Linked DNA regions of Gossypium hirsutum: region 1 is linked to region 2. Evidence: chromatin contacts called from public Hi-C data. All regions are on one chromosome and are shown on one strand. Each heading gives the region's core, a stretch centred on a gene start, on an enhancer-like site or on the middle of the called end of the contact. The rest is flanking DNA. Distances are from core to core; before and after follow the strand shown.

Region 1 (6,659 bases), core at 721-3,220, 160 kb after region 2:
CTTAAAAGTTAAAACACACACGAAAAACGAGAAAATTTTTAAGTCTCTAGAATCGGATAGCATAGTACAAATACCGCACCAATAAAATATAAAACGATGAATATAAGGCTAAGAAAAAGACCTGGCAGAAACCAGGAAGTAGAATTCAATATGAAAAATAAACAATTAAACGGAAATAAAAAAAGGGAATAATTCAAAAGAATAAATGGCGAGGAGAGCCTACTTTTGTGAAGAGCTCTGTTCTTTCCTCTTGGATTCTCGCGTTTTAGTTTTGGAGTGCAATGGGTTCAAGTGAAGTAAAGGGCTAATAGTTTAAACCCTACAACTCTATTGACATAATAGAGCCGTAAAGCCAAGTCGCTGGACTGGAGATATTTGTTAATTTCCCTGCCTCACGAGCTCAACTCGTAAAATGCAAGCAGAATCTTTGTTTGTTAAGAGGAGAAATAAATTCGCGGGTTGGTGTATTGTGTCTGTTCCTGGAATGCGCTCTGATATTGCCACTTGGCATATCAAGTCCTGATCATGTGATCAGAATGGTCGAACAAATAGAAGGAAAAAAAAATCAGTGACATGCATTGAATTTAGGCAAGGAAGCGTATCATTTTGGCAGAAAAAGAAAGAAGGAATAAAATGAGGCGCAAATATACTATGCGATTGTAATTACTCTCCAAAAAGCAGTGTGAGCCGCTTGTTTATCTCTTTCTCAAGCGGGTTGGTCTACTAACTAAACTTGTGTAACTTCATGAATTTTAGCCCGTTAAATCGTGTATATAAGAAAAAATTCCCCAAAGATCGGAGACAAACAAGCCACCGATGACTCGAAAAAACAAACCGATTCAATTTGAGAAAGCGAGACATTCGTAAAAAAGGACCTAATGGCACCCTCATGGGGAGGCCGCTTGAAAGGACAGCACAGTAATATTCTGACCATCAGCAGCTCATGAGTTTTTTGATGGTGGCTAAAACTATACAACGTGGCTTGTTTTTGTGATGTTAGTGATTTCATTGGGTTTTTTCCCTTTGTTGTAAAACTTTGGGATAAGTGTTTATTAAGTTGAAAACAGAACCAATATGAGAAATAAATTTTTAAACATTTAAAAAAAATGTTATGTACCAAAAGCATGAACGATCAGACATAAAAATTCAAGATTTAAGAGAAATGTAGGGTGTAGGCTCACCCAAATTCCTAGGCCCAAAACAACCCCAATTCATAGCCATTTAGACTGACGAAAAACTTACTTGTGACGAGAAGGATTAGGCGTAAGTTCATAACAATCATTGCAACAATATTTTTATTCAATTGTCAATTAAAATCAGTAAATATATATGATTCGAAGCATTGAAATTTCAAAAGCAAAACAGATGGGAGAAATCAATACTATCAGTAAATTGGAGATGTCCAAGAATGTACGTTATTTGGCTTCCCCTTTAAAACCAATGTAATGAATAAATATATATGGTTCATCACCAAAACTCTTATCAAAATGCAAAATATCACTTGGTAATTTTTTTTTAAACATATCATTTGCTAAGCTTTGAAATTTTGAATACTTAAACATAAAATGTTAGTATAGCATCGAAAATTGGAAAACAGACAAAATCAAACAACCCATTACTATTTTTATGAAATCTTTTACTAGCATCTATTCAATATTAATGTTGTCGTATCAAGTAATTTTTTTTAAGAGTTCAAGTTTTGGGTAAGTATCTACTTTATCCGTGATATTATAATTTGTAATAAATTTTCAACTAAATACACTCCTCCAAATAAAACGTACGTGATTTAGACAAACTTTGTTGAATTTAACCGTATATTCCATGGCACTAGGAGATAAGCAAATACCTGAAGGTTGCATGCTTTGAAATTGAGCATCAGAGAAGTCGATGCCATCTCCATATATAACACTAATCAAGACAAATTAAATCTTCAAAATTTCCCCCAAAAGGAGAACAAAGACCTAGGTCGATGTGCTTTGTCAAGAGACCAATTAGGAGAACAATCACTGTCTTCGCTGCTGTGGACATGCGTACGCGCCATTTTCGCTGCCAAACGAGCTAAGTAGCCAAGAACGAAGGGAAAAGAAAACCAAAACGTAGCGTTTTATCGGACTTTCTTAAGCATTGTTTGCAAGATCAAAACGCATCGTTTTACTCTTCTGTTTGGCACTTTCCTTTCCGCCGCCCCCCCTTTCTCTCTCTCCCCCTTTTGTTTGGTTGCGAATGTCTTCCTCTTCTCTCCCGAAGGAAGGAAATCGGGGAAAAATGAAAATGGAAGGAATCGAAGGCGACGCCTCGGTGGGAGGAGCAGGGCGTTACATTTTGAATCCGACGCGAATAAACAGCGAGGACATAATATTTTGCGTTGATGTGGACGCAGAGTCGCTTGTTGAAATGAAAACAGCAGGAGTCACCAGATTGGATTCCATAAAGCAAGCTATCCTTCTCTTTGTCAATTCCAAGCTCTCTATCAACCCCGACCACCGCTTCGCTTTCGCCACTCTCTCCAAAACCGCCTCTTGGGTACTTTTCGCTTTTCTTTTCTTTTTCTTTTAGATTTGATTATAATCTATGCTTTCAATGATTTGAAAATTAGGGTTTTGAATCTTTTTAATTTAGGCATTTAATTTAATTTCCATTTTTTTTTTGTTTTTTATAGCTTAGAAAAGAGTTTAGTAGTGATGTTGAGTCTACCATTGGTGCTGTTCGAGCACTCTCGGCTACCACTGTCTCTACTGGGCAAGCAGACCTCACCAATTTATTCCGCTTAGCTGCTCATGAAGCCAAGAAATCTCGTGCCCAGAACCGCATTTTAAGAGTGGTCCGTATCTGTTTCTTTTCTTCTTCTAAACAATTGTTATCATTGGTTAAGTAGGGGAAAAGATTCAAACTCAGCAGCCCTTTTGTAAGCGTGTACCTACCAATTAGTATGTCTTATACACAAGCTTGGACGATTTTGTTTATAAATGATTCTGTTCATAGGAATGGTTAAATCTCTTCCATTTGTAATAATGATTAAAGTAATCTGTGGTTTGCATATAAATGATTCTGTTTTCTTCCTGTTGCTCGGAAACCTTACAAGTGGTGTTATATTTTGTTGTCTTTTAGATTCTTATATACTGCAGATCATCAATACGACCCCATCATCAATGGCCTGTAAACCAGAAGCTCTTCACTCTGGATGTGATGTACCTCCATGACAAGCCTGGACCTGATAATTGTCCCCAGGCAGTTTACGATGCACTGGTTGATGCACTTGAACATGTTAGCGAGTACGAAGGATACATCCATGAGAGTGGACATGGGCTACCTCGTACCCTCTTCCGCTTCATGTCCATGTTGTTGTCTCATCCTCAACAACGTTGCCCTCAAGATGACTGTGATATTCCCAAGCCCCTTATGAAGAAGTCAGCTGAATCAGCAAATGGTGAGGATAATAATGTTCATGTATCCACCAGTCGGTGAGAACATCGAGGACCAGAAATTCATGTGGCTTCAATCAATGGGTACTGTTATCATCAGTATGGTTTCTGGATGTGTACTGAAATTAAGATGTATCTGCAAACATTCTGTACATATCAAACAAACCTTTTCTTTTGTGTTTGTCAAACTGTTTCTTTTATATGAGATGCAATCTTTTCATCATTAGCTTTTAACTTTTAAATGTTCAGGTCCTTGTGGGAAGGTTTTGTGGAGTAGCATCCCTTTTAGCAATAATTTAATAATGAAATCTCTTTGATCGTTTTACTTAGGCAGGCATACCAGACAAGGCATGCCAAAAGTGTACCAGATACAGAAACCTTAGATCCAAGCCAACATTTTGCCACACCCAGCAGCGACATTAACCACATTCCACATGAGGTGCATATTTAAGCTTTTATACCCCATTGATCTGATCCATACAAAGTCCATGGATGGTGATGATGGTGTTTTCCATGATTCTACCATGCTTTATTAATACATCGGTTCTTGATTGTGTAATGGATTCGAACTTATCCCTAAAACTATTCAATTTGAGAGTCTTATCTCCCCAAAGTCAAGATTTCCAAGCATTTCATATCCATTAAAGGATTATATGCATGCATGTATTACAGAAGTTAAGGTCCCTGATAAGATGTGTGGGTTATCCAAACAACTAAAATCTGACATAAAGAAACAACCAAGCGTGCTTATAAAAAAGTGTATTGCAGTGTTGAAAAATGTTGGGATTACGTTCGTCCTTGTCATCATTAACGCGTGTTTATACTTTATAGGCTTCTTCTAGCCTGGAAAAAAAATGGGCACGTTTGGCAATCAGCTTATAGCATTAGAGATAAGACGGCCAACCAAGAAGAACTCAAAAGTACAAATCGATTGCATTGACAAAGAAAAAAGTACAAATCACTTTGTTTTGGTTTCGAATATTAGTTTGGAGTCAATTGTTGATCTTAAAGAATAAGAATGATATAGATTCAATGCTCCATTATCAAGTATTGAAAAACATTATCTTAATGAAAAATTGTTAAAAATGTAGTCAATGGTTCCGAGGCTGGCAAGTTGGCATTATCCGTATTGACTATTTGTGTAATCACTCTAACTTGCCACTTATAGGGTTAAAACAGTATATTACTAAGTTGATTTGAGCTAAATCGAACTCAATTTTGATTATATGTTTTTTTTAAAGTAATATCAAAATAAAATGAATTTCATTTGATTATTAACATTATTAAATTAAGTATAAGACAAATAAAAAGGTACATTTTTTTTCTAGTACTTTATTTTAAAGTTACAAACTTAAATCTCAGAATCATGGCATCTCAAGTATAACCATTTTAATGAATAGCGAAAAGGTTGAAAATAAAACTTACATAAGACCAAAAATTTTAATTTGACTAAAAGATAGATATATACATTCTTGTGAAATTCAGATCAACCTTTCTCGCTACCACATAATAGTAATAGTAATAATACTAATCAACCTGTAAGAATATTTGTTGTGTCTATTGAGCAAATTATATATAATGCTATTTATTCCTCTAATATGACTTTCTTAAATTTTTTAACATAAATTCTTTATACTTTAATATATAAAGTCATTTTAGCTGAATTTTTAATGTTTGGGCTTAGATTCTTGACACCTGCACTTTTTTTATTCTTCGTTTTGGGGTTTCGAGACGTGTGGTGAGGGAAGAGATAAGAAAAGAGAGAATGAAATATAATGTAGGAAAGAGAAAAAAAAAAGGAAAAGGAAAGAGACGAAAGGGCAAAATTAAAGAATTTTGTATTTTTAAAATATTATTATAAATTTAAATGAACTTTTAGGTGTTAACGTTTTCATAGATATTCGTTCATTTTATTTTTATCTTGTATATTAATTTTATATAATAATTTATTTAATGTTGTATTAATTTGAAGAGATTAATTTATATTATTTAAAAATTTCACAATAATTATATATCATATCAGTGGTGAAAATCTTAAGTCGTTATTCAAATTTTAATTTTATTATGCACAATTATGGTGTATGAATTTTCATAGTTTATTCCAACAGATACATAGAGGGCCTTGGTCCCTAAAAATAAAAAATTCAATTTAATCCTCTTATAAATAGAAAATTTATAAATATATATATAGTGAAATTGCACTTTAACCTCTTAAAATAAAATTTTTTAATTTAGTCTTCTTATAAATAAAAAATTATAAATTAATATATAGTAAAATTACACTTTAGCCCCCTAAAAATAAAAATATTTTTTGTTTAATCCTTTAAAAAAATGATGAAATTATAAATTAATACAAAATAATTTTATATTTGATCTATGAAAAAATTATAATTAAATTTCTATCCCTACTAAAAGATTTTTTTTGGATTTACCCCTACATGTACATATGCCATGAACGAGTTTCTTTGATTTTTTTGGTCCTTCATTAGTTGTGCTTTATATTATAGTTGACCATACATCAATTTGTACTTGAATTGCATTTGTTAGTATGTTAAATTTATAATAATAAAATTTTTAGAAAGAAAAAGAAAACATATATACGTATCATTTCATGCTTTTATTTATTTATTTATAAGAGTTCTTTCATTTTATTTTTTTATATTATATTATATTATGATATTTTTTATGTTTCGATTTTATATCGCATGTGCATATTTTATATAAATTTACCATGATTATATGAGATTAGTTTTAAATTTTATTTACTTAAAATATTAAAATAATAATAATTTGATAGACTTTTTTTTTAAATAATTATTTGATATACTTAAAATAAAAAAAATTACAATATAATTTATTTGAATTTACGCAAGCGGTAAAAATCTAGTTATATTTTTTATATACAATAATAGGTATTTTTGTTCGTTTTACGATTTAAATCTAATTCTATTCAAGCTGGAGATATTTAAGTAAAATTCTCCCAATTTCAAATTTTAAACTTGTTTTAAAATTAATTATATTAATTTTTGATTAAACAGTATAAACAAAATTTGACCAATTGAGGTGACTGTATATTTGTTTAAAATAATTTAACATAAACAAAGAAAAAAAAAGTCAACATGTAAAACCCACCCAACAGTGGCGTAGCTAGGGGGCTGGCATGGGCCCCGGCCCCCTTAAAATGTAAAATTATATTTTTAACCCTTTAAATTTATTAAAAATTTTAAATTAACAAAG
Region 2 (6,343 bases), core at 1,765-4,264:
TACCGCAGGTCAAGTCCGTGCTGATCAGATTAAAATACACACTAGTAACCCTAGCAGTATCCTTACTTGTATGTGTTCTTCCCCTCATAAATGTTGATCAGGGAGGTCAAGAAAGTTCCTACATGACATCTAAAGAAGCTAGGGTTCAAGCTATACCAGGAGTTTACGATGATGATTCAGCAAGATCATTTGAACCAGATGCATTCTGTGGTGAACCTGATCTTTCCTAATTCGATCCTTGTGCTGCTGCTGGTAATACTTTGTACAGTCCATTAAACATATATACATGTATAGATATTCAAAAGTATATCTCGTCTACTTTCAGTTCTTTGTGTATAGTTTAATTTTATTTATTGCTGCGCTTAATTCTTTCTAATTACAGTAGCTTATGTTTCTTTCTTCTGTGTCATTCCGAAAATAAACGAGAGATTCAAAAATATTTCTATTAGTAATTGCAAAATTTGGAAAAAATTTAAGTTAGAGGAGGCGAACTAGAGAAACTGTATATTAGTAATGAATTTTTCTCATAGTTAATTGCGTTTGAATATGGTTCATTAACATTTTTTTTAACTAAAGCAAATTGACTTTGATTCTTTAGATATCCGTATCTACATCACTCGTGTTTCTGTGGTAACAAAGTAGCAGCATATTTATCTTGTTAATGCAAATTGTTCTCCCAAAAAGGCCGAGCAAAGCACATGAAAAACAATCACATCAGCTAAAAGACTGGATTTAATTAGAACCTTAACCCATATAGTGATGAGCAATATAAAGTTGAGATCAACTCTGCAAAACGTGATTATTAACTGGCTTGGGTCAATAGTGAGCAAGTGTAACATCATATCCCACTTATACAAAGACAAATATCGTCAGCTTAAGTTAACGGTGAAGAGTAACACCACCTTGGTAAAAAGGATTTCAACAGTACAGGATCCACCATAACCTTATCTATATCACCTTTCTCTTATTTTGAAGCTTATATTCAAAAGTTGGAACTTTAAATCATGTAAGCGGAGACAGATAAAAGTCCCTCTTAGGCACCGTACTTGGGTGCCTTCCAAAGCTTAAATGCTATCTCATGCAGCAACCGGTCAGCCGGTATAGTAAGATTTCCTGAACACTGCAACCAAAAATAGGATACCACGGTTATTTCCATGTTTTCTATGTACGATTTCACTTTGGGTTATGAAGATTGAAAAGATGCATGTTTAAACTTTGGAGACATGACAAGTAAAAATTACTTTGCGACCTAAACGAACAAGCTACAAACAGGTTTCCAAAATTATCTCTCGGTCAGTTTGTACCTCTTTAAATTCTTCAAAAGAAAAAGTCTCTACCATATCATTGCGGGTTACAGCATACTGATATTGGGCGAATAACATTGGACCATACTGCCTGTTCATCGTAAATTAGTTAAATGATCCACACAAAATGTCAAAATAAGAGTTCATAAAGTTTTTTCCTCACCTAACATCATTTCTTTGACTTTCTCCTCTCATGGTGTAACTCTGATTAGGGAAAAGTGCTGAAAGATTAGGATTCTTCTCATATTTAGTGCTCAAAATGGACAAACCCGGCTCATCAGCCTTTGACACAGACCCATAGCTCATTACAAGGGACAAGAGTAGACGAGAACCAATTTCAGTTCCAGGCTTAGCTATACTCATAATAGCACCAAGCAAAGCATTCAAGAATTCCACATCATTGCCACTATTAGCACTCAAGTTCTCCCCAGACCCAACATGCAAAATCACTAAATCGAACTGGTTGGATTCCTTTATCTTCCCTTCTTGGAATCCAAGTAAGGACAGCAACTTAGAAGCCAAATTATCAATCGATGAAACAGGGGGAGTATTACTATTTCCAAACAGTCCATTCAAGTTCAATACATTGAAGCCAAGTTTTTCTCCAAAAGACTGCAAACCAGAATTGTTACTCAATATAGCAGCTTTCATTCCCATAAACCTGAACTGAGATAAAAGAAGCATGTTGAGTGGCATATTATAGCTTCCAACAATTAAAACTCAGCAAAGTGTAAATGATAATACCTCTCAGACATGGTTGGAATCAAAGATGACTTTTGAGACTTGACCTCACTAGAAAATTGGCCGTTCTGAAAAAAGGTCATGAAACCAAAGAACGTTGAAGAATTTATCATGAAATTCACTTATCAAATAACCTAGAATTATAGGCATCTCACCTTGTTCAATGTCTCAAAGGCATCCACCAGCACAGCAAACTCTCTTACTGTCCTATCATCCTCGCTTTCTGCAGTCTAAATCCAAGTAAATTCCCATATGGTGGATGAATAACAACAATTAAAAAAATATGTGAAAAGAAGCATGAATTTATTACTAAGAAAGGCAAGGGGAGCTGTTAAATAGAGATGAATTATCAAAGGAATGGAGCAAAGACTTACACTTTGACTAATTATTGAACTAACATAGAACCTAAAGCTTATTCCGTCAATCAGTAAGGTTCTAACTTCCAACCAATCGTTGTAATCTCTAAGTACCAAATTAAAGAACGAAAAACTATGAAAATCCATCGTAATTTCATCCATTCCAAACAATTATTTTAATTACACTAAAAACAGCCGAATCAATTAGGAAAATCCAGAATTTTTCATAGCAATCTGAAGAAGAAGAAGAAAGCAAAAGAATATATCTTTCAATGTTTGGGTGCATTTTAAAGAGATTATATATTGATTACCCACTGTTAAAAGAGGGAGCTGAAACTGAAAAACAAGAAAAGAGACAAGGAATTGATAAGGGGAACCTGAAGGAGGAGCATTAGGGAGGCTCAAGAAACCACAGTTGGCTGTAGATGCGAGAGAGTGGAGATGGGCATGTGATGGGTGAATGAAACGGGCCAACCCGTCACCGTATAAAATCAAGGCTCGGCTTGGCTTGTCTGCCATTGCTGTTACTCAAATACTCAAATAATAGGATCGAAGAAGAAACTGAGAAAGAGAAACAGGAAGCAAAGATGGAGAATCAACTTTCTATGGGCAACCTGGAAAGAAAGGGAGGAGGAATAAACGAATTAAAAAAAAGGGTCAATTCTACTATTAGACCCTGTACTTTGCATATGTTGTGAATTTAGTACCTGTACTTTAATTTGGTCATTTTCAGTCTCTGTACTTTTAGAAATTGAAAATTTTAGTCCTAATTAAATGATAGCTATTAAATTCATTAAATTAAGTTATGTTATTTTTAAAATTTGATGTGTCAGATATATGATCACATGTGTAATCCTATATTTGTTTGTTATTTTCACATATTGCTCACAAAAGATCAATTAATAGATTTAACACATGTGGTTTACATTAAGACTAAAATTTTGAAATTTAAAGCAGATAGCACTAAGAATAATCCAATTGGAAAACATTGACTAAATTTATAACTTTACGAATAATACGGGACTTATGACATAATTTAACCAAATAGATTTAACTGTTACTATTGGATCGGGACTAAAATTTTAAAATTCGAAAAGTATTGAGACTAAAATTGATCAAATTTTAAGTATAGGTACTAAATTCACAGTTTACACAAAATACAAGGTCTAATAGTAAAATTTCACCAAAAAAAGTATATTTACTTTTTATTTTTAATTGAAAGAATTATGAATTTATTATATTTTTTACAAGTATAAATTTATGGGATGAATTCTTTTTATTTAAAATAATTAATTCACAAGTTATTTGCATCAGGATTTAAGATACATAATTGATCCATAAGAAACAATAATACATAATGCAGAAACTAGCTTGGAAACATTAGAAACGACAACATACATTGAATTTTTATTTTAATTGCTTATAGCATTGCTTCATGAAGACAAGGGAACTAATTTATTGGATATTTCAACTGATTCCATCCAGGCCCTTCCTCAACTACAGATATCCTCTTTCCTTGCAGCACTGAATGGGTCCATCATACATTTCCTCCAGCCCATTATTAAATTCGAAACCTATGCCCAACAGTTTCTTTGATGACACACCAGGACGTTTTATATCTTTGATTTCTGCCAAGGATCTGTGCAACACACAAATAACAAGTTGGAGTATAACTCTGTGATTTTTATCATGCAAGTTTGGACTGTTACTCACTCTGGTGATGGAATTGGGAACTCTGGGTACTTCCCACGTAGGAATTCAGCCAACTTGTCAAGGCTTATGGTGTTGGAAGCACAATTGTATCTCCCTTTTACATCTGGATATTCAAGCAGGAATATATGTGCCCTTGCCACATCATCAACATGCACCATGGGCATATTCAGAAGGAAACCATACTCAGATCGGTTCCCTGTACAGATTATTCAGCTTCCTCGTTTAATAAGTCTATTTAGGCTGAAACAGAAAAATATTACTGAGACAAGTAGCAAGTTTGTACCTAAGACCAGAGCCAATGATGAGCGCACTGAGCGAGGGAACTTGGGGCATATGAAAGGACCGACAACGGAACCAGGATTCACTGTCACCACATCCAGTCCATGTTGTGTACCAAATTCAAGAACCGCCCTTTCTGTGAATGTCTTGGAAATAATGTAAGGATGTGTTTGTGGGTTTAATTTTTGCGTAACGAAATCCACATCAGTACAGAAACTCTCATCCATCATGTCCATCTCTTGGCCATTGTAAATAACAGTGGCTGCACTTGAAGTATACACAACTCGCTTCACTGTTTTTGATCTTAAGCATGCCTTCAAGATGCCTAGTGCTCCACTTGTTGACCTCTCTGTTACCGCTTCCAGAGATTCTTTACCATCGAAACTCATGGGAGTGGCAACATGGAGCACTGCCTTGCTTCCTTCAATGGCTGCATCGAAACTGTTGGGGTCATTAAGATCTGCACTCAAGATTTTCAGCATTTCGGCTGCTCCTGGTAGACTAGTGAGGAAACTAAGGTCTTTTTTGTTTTCTGCAAAATTTCAACAGGAATATGGGGGTAAATCAAGTACATCTGCTCAAAATATTAATTTTCTTAGCTTGAAACTGATATATTTAAATGGATCTGCTTATAAAGCGGTAGTGTTACCTGGATCAGCACTGACAGTGGTACGGACAGAATAACCCTCCTGAAGAAGCCTCTTGATGAGCCATGAACCTATGAACCCAGTACCTCCAGTCACACACACTGTTCCTTTATCTCCTCCCATTTCTCTCCACTCAATACATTTTGCACGAAAATCCTATAACTATATATAAAAGCTATCCCAATGCATAGGGTAGCGTAATTGAGCAGTTATATATATTACTTTCATGTATGTTCATTCTTTTATTTTTCTCATTTAACCTGCGTCTATATTTTTTTAAATATATATAAATTTTGCACATTAAAAATTATTTTATTATTCAATAATATTTTGATTATTTTTTATCCTTTAATTCTAGTATAATTAAAAAACGGCTCTAAATTAATTATATATATAATTTTGAGCTTTTCCTTGTTTTACATAAAAACAAGTTGAAATTACAACTTCTTCGAATTTGAACCCATGGAAATCATTTTATCACTCAATCCGATTTCTAATTTACAACAGAAATATAAATTTTAATTTCTTTTAACTTGCAATTTTTTTTAAAAACTTACGAAATTGCAAATCATACTTAATTCATATAAAATCATATATGTACAATTTTGACTAAACCAAACATATCATATAAAAATACATAAATGTTTTCAAAAAAATATAATAATAAATTTAAAATTTTTTACATAAATAATATAAAATAAATAAATACCAAAATAAGATAAAGGCACTAATATTAATAAATTTAGGCGAATTCTACAGTAAACAAAAAATTGGCGTCCTCTAACCAATCGCCGACACCCCTCTCCTTTTTTAAAAAGAATATATTTTTTAGGTGTAGCTTGATCAATCGACGGCACCCGTATTTTAAACCTGAAATACATCATTTTTTTATATATATAACAGAAAAATATTATATTTATTAGTGTCATCGATGTAACCCATCAATCACGAGCTTGAATTCCAATACCTGAAATTTATTATACCAATTTTTTTCAACTTTTAAAAAATATATATAATATAAATATTATTTTTAATTATTACAAATGGGGGTCGGTTTGGTCACCCAACCCCCGCACAAATTGTTCCGCTGAAGGTCTTCCCCCCCCACCCCCTTCCTTTGCTTTATGTTTTTATTTATTTATTTATTTTAATATAATTAGTTATTTTAATAGTAGTTTAGTATTATTAAAGTATGTTATTTTGTTAAGAGGTTAGTATTTATTATCCTTGAAAATCAAAATAAAAGTATGTTTTAATTTCTTTTAGTATAATTAGTTATATTAGTAGATGTTTAATATTAAGG

Evidence for each region. Hi-C and Micro-C count contacts between places; a contact is called where the count stands out from the background.
Region 1: a contact with region 2 is called in a Hi-C map of leaf, with 2.4 times the contacts expected there. The contact joins the promoter of LOC107941871 here to the promoter of LOC107958883 in region 2. A contact is called at or near these places in 3 of 34 Hi-C or Micro-C datasets (all in leaf).

What each region holds. Positions count from the first base shown.
Region 1 is chrA05:4,377,591-4,384,249 of Gossypium_hirsutum_v2.1, forward strand. LOC107941871 reads left to right here and starts at 1,971. Exons shown (of 3, transcript XM_016875495.2): 1 at 1,971-2,523; 2 at 2,660-2,821; 3 at 3,109-3,645. The coding sequence starts at 2,224. The coding sequence ends at 3,465. It also overlaps the pseudogene LOC107941861.
Region 2 is chrA05:4,214,962-4,221,304 of Gossypium_hirsutum_v2.1, forward strand. It overlaps LOC107958883, which reads right to left and starts at 3,015. Exons shown (of 5, transcript XM_041112910.1): 1 at 2,779-3,015; 2 at 2,201-2,268; 3 at 2,049-2,113; 4 at 1,468-1,965; 5 at 775-1,120. The coding sequence starts at 2,920. The coding sequence ends at 1,072. It overlaps LOC107958885 (vestitone reductase), which reads right to left and starts at 5,297. Exons shown (of 4, transcript XM_016894786.2): 1 at 5,043-5,297; 2 at 4,398-4,925; 3 at 4,115-4,310; 4 at 3,782-4,040. The coding sequence starts at 5,163. The coding sequence ends at 3,899. It overlaps LOC107958884, which reads left to right. Exons shown (of 4, transcript XM_016894785.2): 4 at 9-324. The coding sequence ends at 230.